Linked DNA regions of Macaca mulatta: region 2 is linked to region 1. Evidence: chromatin contacts called from public Hi-C data. All regions are on one chromosome and are shown on one strand. The core of a region is the stretch at or near the end of the contact, and the rest is flanking DNA. Distances in the headings are between cores, read along the strand shown. Region 1 holds the start of ABAT (4-aminobutyrate aminotransferase). Region 2 holds the start of CARHSP1 (calcium regulated heat stable protein 1).

What was found. A called contact is a pair of places that touch in the nucleus more often than the background predicts.
Region 2: a Hi-C map of fetal cortex germinal zone shows a contact between it and region 1, with 2.7 times the contacts expected there. The contact joins the promoter of CARHSP1 here to the promoter of ABAT in region 1. A contact is called at or near these places in 6 of 14 Hi-C or Micro-C datasets (CD4 T cells, cortical neurons, fetal cortex germinal zone and 3 more).

What each region holds. Positions count from the first base shown.
Region 1 is chr20:9,904,229-9,908,187 of T2T-MMU8v2.0, reverse strand. It overlaps ABAT (4-aminobutyrate aminotransferase), which reads right to left and starts at 2,020. Exons shown (of 17, transcript XM_077984771.1): 1 at 1,926-2,020.
Region 2 is chr20:10,078,661-10,082,599 of T2T-MMU8v2.0, reverse strand. CARHSP1 (calcium regulated heat stable protein 1) reads left to right here and starts at 2,116. Exons shown (of 4, transcript NM_001261063.2): 1 at 2,116-2,317.

The DNA of each region.
Region 1 (3,959 bases), core at 771-3,270:
GCAAGCCTAGATTTGGCAATGGCCTCAATACAAAGATCACACGGGGAAGCAGGGATGCACCGACACCCAGGAATGCTTTCCCCGAGGCAACCTGCTGGGGAACAGACGTTGAGTTCCAGCTCTGCCCCTTCCTGGCTTCATGACCTTCGCAGAGCCTTGGCGCTTCCTCTGACAAGTGGGGACTTGGGACCCAGCAGTCCCCAAGTCCCCATTGTAAATGTGAGGACTGGGGCTTGTGTCAGGGATCCTAGCACCCTAAGGGTCCTGGAGGGGTTGGGGCCAGTTGTCACCCACAGGCTGGGTGACCTTGAGCAAGTCTCTTCCCCTTTTGTGCCTTTGTGTGTTTAACTGTCAAAGGAAGGGGCCACGTCTTCAATGTAGAAGCCCTTTTAGGTCTTAGGACTCCAGACTGGACCATTTACCTCTCCCTGGGGCTGATCTCTTTGGGCCTCGAGGAAACACATTTCTCTATGACTCCACGCCGCAGCACAGGCTCCAAAGAGCAAGACACGACTCACTGCCTCCCTCTCTTCTACCCCCCAACCTGACCCACCAGAGAAGAGCTCTTCCCACCCCCTCCCCACCCCCAGGTCACCAACATCCTGTCCCTTAGTCTAGCTTCATCAAAGCAGCAAAGCCAACACTGTCTCCTCCCCATTGGATGGGCCCAGTAGCACCCATCTCTCTTGGCTGAATGCCCAGGGAATTCCACCAGGCAATGCCCACAGGAGCTTGAGGGGGTGCACAGGAGTTTAGGGGGAAAATGGGGGTCCTCTTGGAAGAGGGCCAGTAGTCCTCTCAGACTGTAAGAGAGGATGCACTGAACACAGCCCTTTGTGTGTGTGTTGGGGTGGGGGGCGGGGGAGAGGTGTCGGGTGGTCTCTGCTGGTCCTACTGCCTCAGAGGCCATCTCTGCTGTCAGAGTTTGAAGACTCCTGGAAGGGCCTCTAGGCCCCGGATCCCAGTTTCAAGAGCTCCAGTCTTACTAAATCTCACTGAATCCCCCCCTGGTCTTACCTTGGCCAGGGTGGGTGAGGAAAGGTGAGAGGATGTGAAATAGGTGGGGCAGCCAGGTGTGGGAGTGGAGCTGGGGTGAGGTAGAGAAGGATGGGATTGGGAGCAGTGGGAAGATGGCGCAGGGCGTTACTAGGTTGGGGTTTGTGTGAAAGGGCTTGGGAGGAGTGGAGGGAGGTGGATGACTTGGAGGGGTGGCCAGACCTTTGCCCTGCTCCTGAGTATGAAGATCCCTCATTTTACATCTTTACTGGGGAGGACAGGGGAAATCCCCAAAAGCCTTTAATGTGGTGGTATCAGAGGCCACCCTGCCTCTCTGACGGGTAGGGAGGGGTCTCCGGCAGGGCTAAGGGTGAATCATCTATCTCTCCAGAGCTCAGTATCTGGGGTGGGAGGGTGACTTGCAGGTCTCTGCTCCGGGATTTCCTTGTCTTATGATGGGGGGAGAGCTTCCATTTTTCATGGAGGGGGAGGTCACTGTCATTTATGAGCTGAGAAGACTCCCATTATTCCGAAAGAGAGGGGAGAAGCAAGACACCCAAACTTAGTTTTTTAAGGATGGGGAAGGGGAAGGGGCATCAGTCTCCCAAGAGGTGAGGGGGCTCTAGAGACCTGGGGACCACTTTTAGGGGCCACATTCTATTTCAAGGGGTAAGAGGGAGAGGACTTCTGTCTAGAGCTGGAGCCAGGAGGAAGGGCCCATTTCTGAAGGAGAAAGGAAGGTATTTTGCTCTCTGGGTGGTAGGAGTTCCTGTCTTTTTGGGGGAGGGGCCTCGCGCCTTGGGAAGATGCGGGCTCCGTTTCTTAGGAGAAGATGCCCAGGTTTTGCTCCCTGGGGGCAGGGCAGAAGGACCTCCTCTCGGCTCTCCTCGGAAGGGCCCGTCCCAAGCCACCCGGCGCCTCGCGCTCACCTCCAGGCCCCGGCTCCGTTCCGCGGAATCCGAACCGCCGGGTTCCGACTTGCGGGATGCGCGCCCCGAGTTCCGGCCGCGCTGTGTGTCTGCTCGGCTTCCCCCAGCGACTCGCTGGACTCCCTGGCTCCGCCGAGCGTCCTGGCCAATCAGCGCCGCCAGCCCCGGCCCTCGCTCTCGCCGCAGCCAATGGTTGCGCCCGCCACGGGCCACCGCCCCCGGGAGGGAGGGGCAGGCGGGGCGGGGGCAGAGTCCAGCCTCCGGGGGCGGGGGAGACGAGGGCTGGGGCGGGACCGACCCGGGGGCTGGGAAGAGGGACCGCGAGGGCTGGGAGGAAGTGCTGGAGCTGGGGAGGAGACGGCTGAGTATCCCCGTCAAGTTGTGGGGACACTGGACCCTCTGGGGGGCAACTCCATAGGTTGATTTGACCTGGATCTTAATGGGCCTTTTACACCCTCAGGGCTGCAGGCTAGTGTAGCTCCACCTCCACTCGCGTCTCGGATCCGGTCTCTGGAGCTCTAGAGTCAGAATCAGAAGGGTTCCCTTTGCGGAGGAGGGAAGGAGCATCCCGCCCTCCCCACCTCAACCCCCATCTCGGCCCTCAGGGCCCTGCCAGCCCTTCTTGCTCCCAGCGACTTTCCTCCGCCGGGCCCCAGCACTCCGGAAGACAAACAGGGCACTGGGAGTCAGAGGGGGTTCCTTCTGCATGACCTGGAGCCGGTCACTGCGCCTCCTGATTCTCACTTTCCTGAAATTGGGACAACAGAGACTGTACCTCCTTCGTGGGTATAAACGAGACCCTAGATGTGATGAAGGTCCCTTTCTACCATTGTATAAAATGCTGTGTGGAAGCTAGGTAATACTCAGCTGTGACGGACAGATAGCCCCCACAGCTTTCTAGAGGTATTTGGAAAGAGGATGCAATCTTTCAGTGACAAAATCAAAGACACAAAGAACTGCTCATCAAGACCACAGGCGATGACCAAGTGCTCATAATGAATGAATGGATGGATGGAGATTACAGACCTTAAAAGGCAGAGAAAGAGTTCAGCTTGGTTCTCTCCACTCAGCCTGATCACTGATCACTTGGTATCCAAGATGTTACAAAAAAAAAAAAAAAAAAAAAGGAAAAAATAAGTAAAAAAGGAAAAGAGAAAAATAAATTTCAATTTTTTAAAAAAGCAATGACTAGTCAACCGAATAACTGTATTTTAACTGTATCTATTTATTTATTTTTTTAGAGACGGAGTCTTGCTCTGTCACCCGGGCTGGAGTGCAGTGGCGCGATCTCAGCTCGCTGCAACCTCCGCCTCCCAGGTTCAAGTGATTCTCCTGCCTAAGCCTCCTGAATAGTTGGGATTACAAGCGTGCGCCACTACACCTGGCTAATTGTTTAATTTTTTAATTTTTAGTAGAGACAGGGTTTTGTCATGTTGGCCAGGCTGGTCTCAAACTTCTGGCCTCCAGTGATCTGCCTGCGTCGGCCTCCCAAAGTGCCGGGATTACAGGTGTGAACCACCACACCCAGCCTGTATCTGATTTTAATTTATGGTGTAATAGTAACAGGAAGCTAGTGGCTATCATATTAAAAGCACTGATATAGCCAGCTAGTAATGCTGAGTGAAAAACTACATGTTCAGTAGGAGAAATGGTTGTTTTTGTGTATTGAAATTATGGATTATTCTAATATTACTTTATTTGCATGTCCATGTCAGTAATTTTTTTATCCCCTTTGGTTTATTTTTAATAGAAGATAAACTCTACAATGTCACTAATTTCTAATTATTCTATAATGAATATATATTACTCTGGTAATAAGAAGAAAATATTTAAAATGAAAAACAGAAAGGAATATTCTAAACCAAAGGGCCTGGAGCCAGTACTCTGGGAGGATGAGGCAGGCGGATCACTTGAGGCCAGGAGTTCGAGACCAGTCTGGCCAACATGGTGAAACCCCATTTCTATTTATAAATATATATTTTTTAAGAGTCTAAGCCAAAGGTTGACAGACTATAGCCCATAGACCAAATGTAG
Region 2 (3,939 bases), core at 867-3,366, 170 kb before region 1:
CACCTCGCCCAGACCAACAAGTAAAGTATTTATTTATTTTTAACTTTTTTTTTTTTTCTTCTCCCGGAGACAGAGACTCGCTGTTGCCCAGGCTGGAGTGCAGTGGCATGAACCTGGTTCACTGCAACCTCCACCTCCCGGGTTCAAGTGATTCTCCTGCCTCAGACTCCCAAGTAACTGGGATTACAGGCACCCACCACCAAGCCCGCCTAATTTTTGTATTTTTCGTAGACATGGGGTTTCGCCATGTTGGCCAGGCTGGTCTCCAACTCCTGAGCTCAAGTGATCCGCCCGCCTCGGCCTCCCAAAAGAGCTGGGATTACAGGCGTGAGCCACCGCGCCCGGCCTCAAGTAAATTTTTTTATGGACAAACATTTTCATTTCTCTTGGGCGCGCAGACACCTAGGACTGGAGTTGCTGGGTCTTGTGGAGACTCCAGGGTTCGTGGTTTGAGGAACCGCCGGGCTCTTTCCACAGCAGCTGCGCGGTTGTTCCCACCAACCGTCTAGGACGGTTCCTTGCCTGGCATGGACCAGTTGGTTTCGCCGCTGGGCCTTTTCCGTAGTGGCCCCAGTAGGGGCTGCAGAGTGAGTCCGGCACAGTCCTCACCGCGCCCTCCGGGGGCACGGTGGTCCCAGGCGAGCTCCGGGGACCTCTCTCCGTCCCCGCGTCCCTCAAAACCTGGTCCTGGGGTTTGGGCTCGCTTTCAGGGGCTGCTCTCGACTGGTCGTGCCCATGGGCTGGTCGCCTCTCTGTGCCTCAGTTTCCTCTCCTGCAAAACAGAGGTAACATTTTTTACCTCCAAAAACAGGACTCAAGGAAGGCTGGAAATGAAACAAGAAAAGAGAACAAAACCAGAATCCCAAACGGGAAAATAAAACCCTGTTTTTCTGGTGTGTGTATGTGTGTATTTTTTCTTTCTCTTTTCGTCCTGTGTGTTTTTGTTTGTTTTCTTCTTTCTCTCTTTTCATTCCTTTATCTCCTTTCTGCAAAAAGTGACGCCCCCCGGGCTTATACGGATTTTGGAGCCAAAAGCAGGTGGGAGCCGCACCTGGCGCGCGTGGTGAAGGGAAGGAACGGCAAAGAAGCAGAGACACAGTTCCCCCACTTTGCAGGGGCGTTTCTGCCGGTGGGTGCAGCCCAGCCCCGCCCTGGCCCCTACGCCCCGCGCTCTGCGCCCCACTCTCCCGCCAGTCCCAGGCGCGGACACAAAGGTCCTGTCCGGGCCACTCCTGCCCGCCCCACCCCTTCCGTCCTGGACTCCCTCCTGCAGCCCCATTGGCTGGGGCCTCCTGGGGGCGGGGCTCGGCGCCCCACCCCGCGGGCCACGCCCCCTCCCCAGCTCCGAGCTCCCAGTCCGAGCTAAGCGACTGGCGGAGCAGTACGGATCGCGAGGTAGGGAGCTCTTCTCGGGGACCCAAGGAGGGACAAGGTGGCCGCCCCTGGCCCGAGTCCCCGGGAGCGGCAGATAGGGCCTCGGTCTCCTGTGTCCCCATCGTCCCCCCTCCTACAGGGACTTCTAGCTCGGCAACGGAGGGCTCCCGGCTTGGTTTCTCCGGGCCTGTTTGGGGAACGCGGGTTGCTCCTCCCCGGGGCAAGGGGTGGGTGTGGCAACAGCGGCAGGGATTCTTGGCGGACGTCGGGTAGCACTTCCCGCCTGGCCACCTGTTCTCTGCGTGCAGGGGAAGCTCTCCCCGCCCTCCTCACCGCTTTTGCCTTTGGGAGGGAGCCCTGGAGGGGGGACTCGCGGGGCGGTGGGGCGAGGCGCGGGGGGCTTCGCACGCGGGAAGCGGAGCCACCCCCCGCCGGGCCTGGCCGCGCCAGCTGTGGCTCGAGGTTGGGACGGCGGCCAGGCCCGGCGGGGGAGGTGGGGAGCCGTCCTGGCGCCGCGCGATTAGCCGCATCTGGGAGGAGGAGGAGCCGCCGGGCGCGCTCGCCCCGGGTGTTTGCGCCCGGATGGGGGTGGGGGGCCCTAGGCGCTGGAGAAAAACTTCATCCGCGCCCACAGGCCCCCTTTCCGCAGGCTGCGCTGGCGGCCCAGGTTTGCAGGCCGGAAGTGAAACGTTCTTTTTTGATTTTTAAAAAGGAAGCCTCCGGCCCTACGGTTTTTTGGGGTTGGGGTGGATGTGTGTGCGGGGGGAGGCGGAGACGTCCCGCTCCAGGCAGGGCCTCGGGTCTCATAGGTGGGGAAATCTCACTGCCAAACAGGAGGCCTTTCGGAGCCTCAGTGTCCCCATCTGCAGACTGGCCTCTGACTTCTGGCTTAAGAGGGTGTGTGAGAGTAAAAGGAGACGGCTAGCCCCGTGCCGGGAGACACGTAAGCTACTGTTTTTTAACTTGCTGTTTTGATATTTCTCAGTCTCTCTGTGCCCAGTCTTGCCCCTCTCATCTGCTCCCCACTCTGAAGCTAGAGGGAAATTGTAAAAACAATCAGATCAACCCCCCGCTGAAAATCGTCCACCGAAGTCCCATTGTCGTCTAAGTCCCCGACTTCTCAGCAGGCCTTCCTGTTATCTTCCGCCACTACCTTCTCCAGCCGCTCTCTGCCTCTGTTCTCCCTCCCTTCGGGCCTTTGGCCCTCCTCTGGGCTCGGAATCCTCCTTGGAGACCCCGCCGCCCTTTGCACTCCCTGGGTGGCCTCGGTGATGACCATGGGTTCTCGATGCTGGTCCCTTCAGGGCAAGAAAGAGTGGCAGAGCCCGGCTCGGAGTAGATGCTTTGAATGAGCTGCGCTAGGCCCAGCGTGGGGCCCTGGGGTGGAGTTGAGGGTGGTTGATGGTGAGTGCCCTAGGTAGGTGAAAGGCCTTTGTTCCACGGAGTGGCAAAGCCAGTGCATTTGGTTTGTGTTCCAACAGCAGGGACAGGAATGGGAGGGAAGGTGATTTCAGATGGGCCCGTGCCTGATAGTTCCACCATCAGCCGCACAACTATTGTTGACTGAACCCGCCGTGCGCTTGGCATTTTCGCGGCGGCGTCTGCACAGCGTCCGAGCCCTGCGACGCAGCACCGTTCCTGTCCCCTTTGACAGATGAGGAAACTCGGGTGGGGCGGTGAAGTCGCTTGGCAGGGGTCACTGAGGGAGTGGGGAGAAGGCAGGGCTGAATCTCAGGTCTGAGCCAAAGCCCCCCGAGAATGGAGGGAAGGATGGAAGAATTGAGTGGGGGAGGAGTGTAGAGTAGGGTTCTTGTTGAGGAGGGCTTGGGCTTCCCCCCGAGGGGCAGTCCAGACTGAGAGCTGGGGCGGGTGCAGGGTCCCAGGTGGGTGGTGGCGGTGGGGTGACAGGGGTGCTAATGGGGGCACAGGCAGCGGCAATGTTGGAGGCCCCCTTGGGTTCCCGGTACACTCCTCGGGTTTCCGGCCTCTTCCCAGCACTCAGGGGCTCCTGAGGGCGGAAGAGCTATTCCCAGCTTGGCTGGGCCTGGGAGGGGGCTCCGGGCGGACGTGTGCGCCGTGCTGCACCTTCCCCACCCGCCTGTTTGCACTTATCTGTGGCAGCTGGCTTCAGGTCCTTAGCCCGCGGAGGACTGGCTCCGGCCTGGCTGCCCCCTCCCCTTTGCCTCCCATCCCTCCCCCTGGACTCTCCAACCCCCATCCCTTCCTGTCCCTCCTCCCCTTCTCACTCTTTGCTCCTCCCTCGCCAGACCCCCGCTCTCCCCGGAACAATGGAGGGGAATGTGGCTAGGCCAGCCTGGCGCTGCTGCGTCAACCTCTGGCTCGTTCTCGGCCTCCGTGGCTTCCAGGGACCCTTCTACCTGGGCTCAGCTGACCCGCCCCGCCTCTCGGCCCACGTGCCGGCAGTTCTGCCAGGCTGGGGCTCAGCTGCGCTGGGGACTGGGATGGATCAGCTCAGTGTCTCTGTCTGTTTACAGAGAAGGAACCCAGCTGCACTGAGGTAACTTTGCTATTCTTCTAGTCTCACCTCCATCCCTGCGCAATTTC